Linked DNA regions of Drosophila melanogaster: region 1 is linked to region 2. The links are chromatin contacts, called in public Hi-C maps. All regions are on one chromosome and are shown on one strand. The core of a region is the stretch at or near the end of the contact, and the rest is flanking DNA. Distances in the headings are between cores, read along the strand shown.

Region 1 (5,194 bases), core at 874-3,373, 190 kb before region 2:
GGACTGGCTTGTTGGTGTACGGAGTAGATGAGATCCAGCTGGTTATCAGTACGAAGAGAGTCAGTGAGATCAACAAGAGCAGCGAGGCCTTCACTATCCACTTGAGATTGGGTCGCCGCATCTTTGCCGGATATCCGTGGCTACGTGTGCGCTCTACGGGTCTCTACGTCAACCATTAATGTCGGTGAAGTATATCTCGCGGTAATGGTGATATTGGTTTGTTAGCTCAGGTGCTGCGGATGTTTGCTGGCTTGTCTCTTTATCTGGCGGCACTGCAACGTGGTCTGTGGGTGAAAGAGAATAGTAGAAAAGTAGAAAAATTCAGAAACGTAAGCACATATGTATCTTTTTGGGTCGCACATACAAAAAATACAAGATAAGCGGCGAGTCATTTTCACCAATACGAAAGTTAAGATAATAGAAATGATATTTAACTGCGCTGAAGGAACATCCGCTGGATAGTTACCTTATCGCAGACATATGTCAATGAATGTACTATAACTTAGAAACACTTCAGCGACTAACTTTGTTTATAATTCCGGATTTTATAATTTTAATCAGGTGAAACGTCATCAGCAGGTGAATTCTTATCAGGAGTTTGTTCTCACCTCTCTACGACTGTATTCTACTCAAAGCTCCATCCAAACGGGGTTGAATAAACTTATTAACTACTAAAATACTAATTAGCATAGCAAAACAAAAGTTTGCTTCCACGTCCGCGGAAATTCGGTTTTTTTGGTTCTGTTCTTGGCGCTGTTCTAATGCCATTCACACGGGCACGCCTTCATTGTAAACAGCTGTTCGGACATTCACAACGAAGGAGGGGCGTCGTAAAGGGGGATTACATGGTTGCCCAGTTTCAATTCAAAATTATTAACAAGATAAATATTGTAACATTCAAATACTTGTTATGATTATTTTTTAACAACTTCTCGCTTTATTGGTTCACTCAACTATCCAGTTTCCTAGGCAATGTTCAACATCTTCTTGACCTCCTCCTTGTATTTGCCCAAGTTGTACTCGTTTTCGCCTTCGTTTATCAGTTTCTCCACGCATTCAGCGAATGACTTGCTGGGAACCACTTTTGGAGCACCCTTCTTGGCGTTCCAGTTGAGGATTCCCTCGGCGGAGACCTTCGACTGGTTACGCTCGAACAGATAGACCTCCATGTCGGCCTCCGATTTGGTGGCCTCCCACGGCTCGGTGACAAAGGATTCGTGATAGCAAGCGGTGAGCAGATACAGGGCGTAGTCGTAGTTCTGCTTCTTCTGCGGACAGCGATCCGTGACGAAGGTAACGAGGTCCGTGTCCTTGTTGTAGCGATCGCCCACCAGGCGCAGGAACTTATCCCTGGCGTGCGCATCGAACTTCAGGTCAGAGAGCTTCAGGGTAATGGTGACGCGCCTGGCCTCCGGATTCCTGATCGTGGGCAAACTCTGGCAGTAGTCTGTGGTGGTGACCTCCAGGGGGAAGTGGCGCTGCCACTTGGCCTCTGTCTCCAGACCCTTTGGCCATGGCGTGCAGAACTTCTTGATGGCTTCGCATTGCTGACGGATGGCCGGCGGTGTCAAGTGCAGAAAGTTGGGTATCTTCATCAGCTCTGCATTGGCGAACTTCGACGGAGCTGCTGCTCCGCGTTCCGTGAATCCCTGCCGCAGTGGCAGAGGCACACTGGCCGGGTGGAACGAACGTGGTCCTGGCCAAACGGCCGTCCAGTCCTGATCCACCGCCATGCGGCCAGTGCGCGGCGGTGTGATGGGATCCCGACGGACCTGCTGGCGCTTCTGCATCTGCTGCTTCACCGTCCGCAGGCTGAGCACTCGGAATTCTGGCCGATCAGGAAGATATATCCATTATAAAACGTGTAAGCCAGGGAAACTTAATTGTTTACCTTCATCATCCTCAATTTCTTGCCGCTGCTCCTGGTTGGAAAAAACACGAATACCGCTTTGCGCCGTCTGTTTTTTCAGTGGCAGGCGCTCCAACAGGCGAGTCAGCGCACTGGACATGGTTTTATGTTTAATTTTAAGCTTAGATACCTAATTTTAACTAATATTTCCAGCGATTTATGCGGCTTTTACGTAAACCATGCGCCAACGAACATTCATTCGCGCCGAATAGCAAGCAATCAGCTGTTTACAGAAACTTGCCATTCACAGAGAAGCATACAAATAAAAGTAACGTCTTTTTAAATCATTTTGTAAACTGCTAGTTGTTTTTATTTGTACTTCATTTTTAGCTGAGGGTTTAATAAATTCTGGTAGTTCGGTTAAATTTTGCTAGAATAGTATCCGTTCTTAAACTTTTAGCAGCACCATGAAGAAATACGTCATCTTTTTCTTTTATATATATATATATTTATTCAGGTAAAATAATAAAAAATATAACTCTCATGTACTGTAATATGGCTAAAAAGGATAAGTTCAATCACACCCATGTCGGAATCACCGTTCGGGATCCCAAATCCCTCGTCACCTCGCCGTCTCGTGCAAGTGCTCCTTTTATGTACATTATTTATTATTAGTAAAACAATAGAAAACATTGCGTTATGCTGTAAGCCCCGTGAACTATAGCTACCGTTAACCTAGTCGATCTGTGAAGCAGTTGCCTAGTGGATCTCCTGCTTCCACTTGTCGCGCGCCTCCAGTTTGGCCTCCGGAATCAGCGAGCTCTTGGCGCCGCCCAGGATGTTGGTGGTGGCCTGGGTGGCCAGCACCGCCGGGCAGACGACCAGCTGAGGGATCTGGCGTACCACCGCGCCCACCGCTCCGCTGTAGCCCTTCTGGTCGTGCTCCGTGATGGCGGCTTCGATGAGTGTGTTGGCCGATTCGTTGATGCCCTCTCTCACTATGGTATAGGCGTTGGCCACGCCCTCGCGCAGGTCCTTGGGTCGTCCCTGTCGCCTCCGTTTGCCCTGCCTGCCGCCCTTCCGCTTCTTCATGGAAGGACCTGCAGATAGCATATCGAAGGTAGTCTCCGCCGTGAATTGCAGCAGGTGTATAATCCTGGAGGTGATCTCCAAGGCAGCCAGCGCTGTGCGAGCGGTGAAACTCTGGGCACCCAACTGGAATCCCCTGATAATTCGTCCATCCTTGTTGTACTGCTCGATGGGCAGCCGGAAAAGATCGTAGATACCCTGGAAAAGCTGCAGCACCGCATTCGTGGGTCCAATCCCGCTTAGGATATTGGGCAATTGATTCCGCTTGATGTCCTTCAGCCACTCCTTGGCCAGGAACTCGCACAGTTTGTTCCATCCCAGAATGCCTCTGCGGTTCACAATTTCCCTCAAATTAATTCCGGATCCCTGCAGCTGGGCAAGACCCATGATTAGGCCGGTGACCGGTCCGCGGGAGAGTTCAATCCGCCGTCCATGATAGTCAAAGCAAATGGGTAGTGCTGGACTGAAGATCACCTCGCGGAAGAACACAGGTGGAGCCGTGGCAGGATCCTCCTCCAACTCCACATCCAAGCTGTTCTCTTCAATCAGCACATTCAGGTTCCTCTCCACCATCTCCTTAACTTCCGAATCGGGCAATTTATCGGATAACTCCTCCGGCATTTTGCTCACCGACATCACCGGCATATCCGTGGCCGACGAACTGCTGCCCTCCGTTTTGGTGCCACCAGCAGCACTAGCGGAGTTTCGGAACATGCCCGAAAAGAAGTCCTCGAGAAAGAGCAGAGTATCCTGGTCAATGTTGAGTTTTATGGGCAAAATGGAGACCCTCAGGGAGCACTCTTCCGCGGAGCTCTTTTGCGGATTCGGACGCACATTCAGAGCCTTCACTATGACCATGTTCTCGTCCGGCTTATGGGATAAATTGTTGCCCGTCGGATGGTACAGAAACTTGTTAATGTCCGAGGAGCGCAACCTATCTCTTATTTCAATTTCCGACACAAGGAGCACCTGACGGGACGAGTACATGGAGGTCAACGGATAGGTTTCGTAGGAGAATCGAATCTTGGAGAGCTGCATCTCCACTAGAACCTCCAGATTGCGCTGCGATCCTTTGGGTTGTTTGAGCAGACCCTTCTTGGAACCCTTTTTGTCCTGTTTATCCTGCTCTTGAGCTTGAGACACGCCATACTTGTAGGTATCGGACATGCCAAAGCCACTGGTTGCCGACGAAGAGGATTTCTTGAGTGGTTCATCGGGGAAATCCCGGCCGCCATAAAGGTGCCATGTGAATGTCATCTCGCAAAGGGTGTAAGTGCTCTCGGCCACTGGGAAATTAGATGGAGGCCTAAGCAGGTCCACTTTCTCATGCGGCAGCTCAAAGTGATTGTCCACAATCTGCAAAGGGTCCTCGGAGATGTAAATTTGCTTGACACCGAACTTGTCCATGCGTGAAATCTCCTCGTCGTGTATGATGTCGAAATCCCGCTCCTCCAGGGACGCGTTGCCCAGGGAACCCAGCTCCTGCTGCACCTGGGAGCCCAGTGATGTCTGCGGTTGCACTTGGCTCTGGTGGTAGTAGGACTGCAAGATCACATTCGATTCAAAGTCCAGGATGTCTCCGATGACCGAGGGACTCTCGACCATCAGTGACTTGGTCTGCAGCTTGGCGGACGTGGATTTCCGTTTCTCTTTGGGCTCATCCGGGAAGTAGAATATCTCAATGCCCTCCTCCCGACCCCCTGGAGATTTCATTGCCCTGAGATTGGGCGAGGACTCTACGTCTATCACAGCATCGGCCATCAATTTGCTCACATGGTTCTGGGTGTGATCGCTCATCTCATGCTCCTCGTTGGGTTTCGGCTCTGCAGGCTTAGTGTCCTCATTCAAGATGGGCTCCTCTGGCGGACACAAGTCCCTGTCGTTGGCCACATAGGCTATAAGTTGGGCCAAAGCTGCTGCCGAATCGTAGCAAGTCTTCAGATGCATATCGTGGATGGAAGAGCGCAAATCCACTCGCGGTTGTCCACTACCTTCTGCATTCAAACGGAAGGATATATTCAAGAGTCCCAGATTCAGCACAGGTATCAGGGAGTCGTTGGACTCCTCCTTAACCAATCCCAGTTGCAGGACACAATCCTCGGCCAGCAATCGCAAGGTGCAGCCACTCATCGATGATATGATATTGCTGCTCAAGGTACAGTAGCCCAGATCCAGGAACGCACGTTGTGGAAAGAATTTCGGGCGATAGTCGATCCCAGCATTCCACACATGCAACTGCAGCTCGGAGACCAGAGC
Region 2 (4,998 bases), core at 537-3,036:
AATTGGCACCCCGAGGCGCTGGAAATACGCAGCTCATTTTCTCGAGGCATCATTAGAGTTTGTTTATACAATGGCGCTCAAGATATTAGAAACGCAAACGAAAATGTGCGGGCAAAGGTTCTATTTTTAAAATGTTTCTAAATTTGTTTACTTTTAACGCGCCGGAAAGGGTTGTTTTTAAAATTAGATAGCTGCTGTAAACCTTTACAACAAAATATTCCATATTTTGTACGAAGTTTGATGTCAAGAGGTTAGTTATTTAATTTATATTGTATAATCTTAAGCAGTTTTCAAAATAGTGTGATTGAATACTACCATTTTGGACGCTATTGCACGCCTCAACATAAGCAAACAAATTGAGTACAGTGAAACCATAAAGTGGGTTTGCTGTAACTGAAAATTCTGTGCTGCAGACCTTTTGATCAACGGTTTGGGTGTTCTTGGAACTGTCGTATCCATTATAAGTGGTTTCAAATGAACGCTCTAGAGATGGGCACACTACAGAGTGTCGTGTCACGAACTCCTGAGGGAGAACTTCTATATTTTAGCTTTACTAGTTTAAAATCCAGTAAAATTTATTTGTCTGAGCAAATCATTCTATTTATATTTAATAATATAAGCAAACATACTTTTCAACTATTCATCCCCTAAATGTTTAAAAAATAATTAATCCAAAAATCTAATAAGTCATACATTATGATGGACTGTAAATAAAAATTATTATGCTGACACTACAACAGCGCATCTCTAGCATAGGCAAAATCAACAACAACAAGGAGCTGGAAAGACAAGTGCGTCATTGTTTTTTTGGTCATCGTCGGTAGTTTATGTTGCTGTTGTTGCACATTGTTTTGTGCTTGATCCGGCTTATCGTCCGTGCACATAAAAAAGCAAAAACAAGCACATATGCGCATAAAAAACATGCACACACGAAATACGGGGCAAGTAAATTTGATTAAACGCAACAGTTGGCGGAAATTTAATACACGAACGGCTCCCTAAAGTAAACATTAAACGAAAAATTAATTAAGCGTAAATTTAGACCAGGGCAAAAGAAAAAAACACGTTCCCACGCCAAAAGCAAACATAAACAGAAAGAAACTGGGTGACGGAGAGGGTGGTGGGGAGAGAGACAGAGAGAGAGAGAGGGAAAAACGCAGAGGAAGCCATCGTAAATTCATTCACATTTTGCAATTTCTGCTGCGGTTTTCAACTTGTTTGCATTCCAATCAACTGGAATACTGGAATTGCAATCCCTCGGCTTAATAATGAATTAAATCATACCACAAACAACAACGCCAAACAAACCCACACACACTGAGGCAGGCACCAATACAGGCTTAGCGTAATTGTAAAAAAATGCCACTTCCATTATCCATCGTTTTTTTTTATCATTTTCGTGAGTCAATCGATGGACAAAGATTGCGGTATTTCTCTTCCGGCTTCAAGTTTACCGTTAGCCAATTGCGACTCTCTTTTCTTTGCACATTTCACTAATCAGTGGACATTTCTGATTTGATTGGATCAGAATTTTCATTTTGATTTCGTTTTGAGCTGGGGTTTCCAGGAAAATTCCTTAGCACTTGCACACACGCACACACGCTCAGGTTTTCGAAAGCCTACGTTTTTCCATTTTCGGAAACTTACTGCTCGCCAAATGCGCTTGGTGGGCGGCGACTTAATTAGCCAGCCCTCGTAGAAAGTGCGATCCATTATTTTGCAGCGCTCGACGCAATTTACTTCGATTTATTTCACTCCACTCCGCGCACACCAACTAGAGGTGGGCCTCACGCTTGCGATAGATCTTCCGAGGCAATATCGAATAAGTATTCGATAGGCTTAAGCTAAGTCTAAGATATATCGAAATAAAAGATGCGAACGCTTATATTCGGCGGAAAGTTATTATTATTTATATATTTGTTTGGTGTAAGCCCCATTGCTTCAAAACTTGAACTTAGTGTAATATACCGTTTGCTTCAAATTGTTTTAGATTAGTGTGACCGTAGTTGACATTACCCAACACTGGCACTATTTATAATTTTGAGTTGTAAAAATTAAGTATTTACAATCTTGTAAAAAACAAAACAAAACCTTTTTTGGTTGCCATATGAAACGTGTTCAATCTAGTATTTTAAAAATAAGTCCACAAATAGCCCATATAAAATATGTATACATATTTCAAAAAACACAAGTATTTCTTTGTTTGAAAACAAGAATTTGCAGATAACATAAGTATTTACCTAATAAATCAGCATAATAAATCCAAACAAAAGCTAATAACTAAAATCTTAAAAACTTTAAATGCAAACGAAGTATAGTTTTACAAATACGTTTTATTCTGCCGTGTCAAGCGTATGCCTAGAACATACAGATTATCCATGTAGAATAGCAATTTCTTCCACGACGCCGCACAGCAGAGCACGACCACTACCCAGATCTCAGGCGGAACCTGCGCCACGCCGGAATCCTGCTGCAGCCAGAGCTTACTTGTCCTTGCTGTCGCCCTTGCCACCACGGATCCTACCGGTACGACGGGCAGCGATGAGACCGACCTTGCGACCGGCGGATGTGCCTCGCTTGACGGTGGAGGCCTTACCAATGTGCTGATGGTTACCACCACCGTGAGGATGCTCCACGGGGTTCATGGCCACACCACGCACCTTAGGCCAGCTGTTGCGCTTCACCTTGTACTTGTGGTAGGCACGACCGGCCTTCAGGATGGGCTTGTCGATACGACCGCCGCCGGCGACGATGCCAACCATGGCGCGGTTGGCCGAGGGCACGACCTTCTTGGCGCCGGATGGCAGCTTGACACGCGTCTTCTTGGTGTCCTGGTTGTGGGCAATCACGGTGGCGTAGTTGCCAGAGGTGCGGGCCAAACGGCCGCGATCACCGGTCTTCTCCTCCAGGTTGCAGATGATGGTACCCTCGGGCATCTGGCTGAGGGGCATCACGTTGCCGATCTGAAGGGTGGCCTTGCGGCCGCAGTACACGAACTGGCCGGTGTGCATGCCCTCGGGGGCGATGAACAGCTCCTTGCGGATCTTGTAGCGGTAGGGGTCGCGGAAGTGGACGACGGCCAGAGGAGCGCCACGGCCGGGATCGTGGATGATGTCCTGAAACATGGAAGAAGTACGATTCGCTTAGTTACACTTCAAAAGCAGTTAAGCCAAGTGAGCTAAGTAACTTCTAGTAAGCTGGCACAGGTGCTCAAGCACGTCTCTTGAATGTGGCATGGCCAAATGCAAGTGATCTCATCCACATTAAACGGATAGGTGTAGTTGGTGATCCTAGGAGCACGTTACTCACCTTGACAACTCCGCGGATGTAGCCGGAACGCTCGGCGAAGTCCAGGGAACGCAGCTTGGCGGCTCCCTTGCGCTTCTTCACGTGCGCCTTGAACACGGAACCAGCTCCCTTACGCTGTGCACGAATAACGCGACCCATTGCTGCAAGACAAATTCACGGGATTAGTACTCGAACTCCATATTGCAAATGCGGCGGTTTCACTAAATAAGATGGCCATCTTCAATGCAACACGCTACGGAATTTCGATCTTATTCGAATATTTTGACGGAAAATTGAAATATTCCATGTTACACGGTTATAATGTTAAATTGCGCACTGTAAACAATTTCCGCAATTGAAAACACCACCAAATTTACAAAATTTAGCACGTGGCTTACCGTAAAATTAAAATTGCCCAATACGACCACTCCGGAAACGGGGCGAAAAGAAAAGAAAAGAGGAAGACATCCTAGAGGTGGGCAGGGAATAGTGTGGCTGTGTTTGGCGTCTGGCGTCGTGACTAACGTGCTGCTGGGGAAAGAGCTGTTTCTCACTGCTATTTTGGGTATTCGCGAAATTGTTAATTTGCTAATAATAATAAATAAAATAATAAAATTTATCATATTAAATCTTCAAATTCAGTTTTCGGAAGTTTTACTAATCAGTAGCTCACTTGCCCAGAAAATTTGGTTTGATTTCAATCTTCGCAAGGTCAATTTCGCTGAAATCTGCTTTACCTAATCGAAACGTTTCTAAACTGGATAATTTTAATATAAGTTAATCGATTTTATATATGTATATAATAATTCAATTAGATGTATGAATAATTCGAGTTGAGCTGGAAAGTTGTGTCGAGCACTTGCCAATTGGATGAGAAGTGAAAAAGGCGACCCAATCAGAAATAAAATAGAGAGTGAAAAGAAACCAGTGGAAATATTCCGAAGCCGAAAGATATTTTGGACTATGCTATGCGTTCCACTGGCGTACATTTTTAGACGTCTTTATTTAACACATCTAATCTTCGACCATACATATCTTATTCTTATATTCCAATTCTGATTATTATATAACTTTAATAGGAAATGACTCAACGATTTGTGTTACCCTATGAAATAAAATATTAAATATGTTAATATTTTTTATTTTCCCAGCCTCTTTTTTCTAATTGGAATTAGTAAATGTCTATAATCTAATTTATTGATTACAGTTGCAAATTTGTTAATTTGCTATTCTGAAAGAGAAGAATATACGGGCACACGAATTGGCCTTTTACGGCTCGATATGTTTGCGGTATGTGCGCAGAAATGAGAACGGTAATCGCGGGGTATTTTTCAGTTCGCGATGGAATAAGCTGCCATCGGCTAATTGGTCACACTGTTGGAATCCGTCGGGGTTTTGGCGTCGCGTAAAACGGAAAACCGTTCTGATTTTCACTGAAGTTGGGAAATTGAACTGTTCAGCTGGTTGTGCGATGCAAAGGCGATAGGCGCCCATCGCTGTGCGTGAAGAGTACGTATTCGCGGTGCGCCAGTGAAAATCGCGAGTCCTGCGCGAGAACGCAAAACGCAATCGGGAGGAAAAAGCGAGTGGCAGATTTTTTCTGTCTACCTACACAAACACATACGCAGGCTACTGCACTGGTGTGGGTGTGTGTGTGAGGCTGGTCCATCGGAGCGCCGCAAAAAAAATATTGAAATTGTGCAGTGTGTG

What was found. A called contact is a pair of places that touch in the nucleus more often than the background predicts.
Region 1: a contact with region 2 is called in a Hi-C map of the Kc167 cell line, with 2.6 times the contacts expected there. A contact is called at or near these places in 28 of 107 Hi-C or Micro-C datasets (the Clone 8 cell line, the D17-c3 cell line, the Kc167 cell line and 11 more) and 4 of 7 datasets of targeted methods (the Kc167 cell line and the S2 cell line).

What each region holds. Positions count from the first base shown.
Region 1 is chr3L:2,777,828-2,783,021 of dm6, reverse strand. mRpS35 (mitochondrial ribosomal protein S35) reads right to left here and starts at 2,123. Exons shown (of 2, transcript NM_079169.3): 1 at 1,892-2,123; 2 at 917-1,828. The coding sequence starts at 2,009. The coding sequence ends at 966. Atg2 (Autophagy-related 2) reads right to left here. Exons shown (of 2, transcript NM_139491.2): 2 at 2,345-5,194. The coding sequence ends at 2,609. It overlaps Pgant6 (Polypeptide N-Acetylgalactosaminyltransferase 6), which reads right to left and starts at 767. Exons shown (of 4, transcript NM_167966.2): 1 at 467-767; 2 at 1-284. The coding sequence starts at 121.
Region 2 is chr3L:2,586,202-2,591,199 of dm6, reverse strand. dos (daughter of sevenless) reads right to left here and starts at 1,786. Exons shown (of 8, transcript NM_167956.2): 1 at 1,648-1,786; 2 at 1-998. RpL8 (Ribosomal protein L8) reads right to left here and starts at 3,744. Exons shown (of 3, transcript NM_167955.2): 1 at 3,687-3,744; 2 at 3,310-3,624; 3 at 2,317-3,116. The coding sequence starts at 3,447. The coding sequence ends at 2,484. It overlaps msn (misshapen), which reads left to right and starts at 4,660. Exons shown (of 18, transcript NM_206252.3): 1 at 4,660-4,797.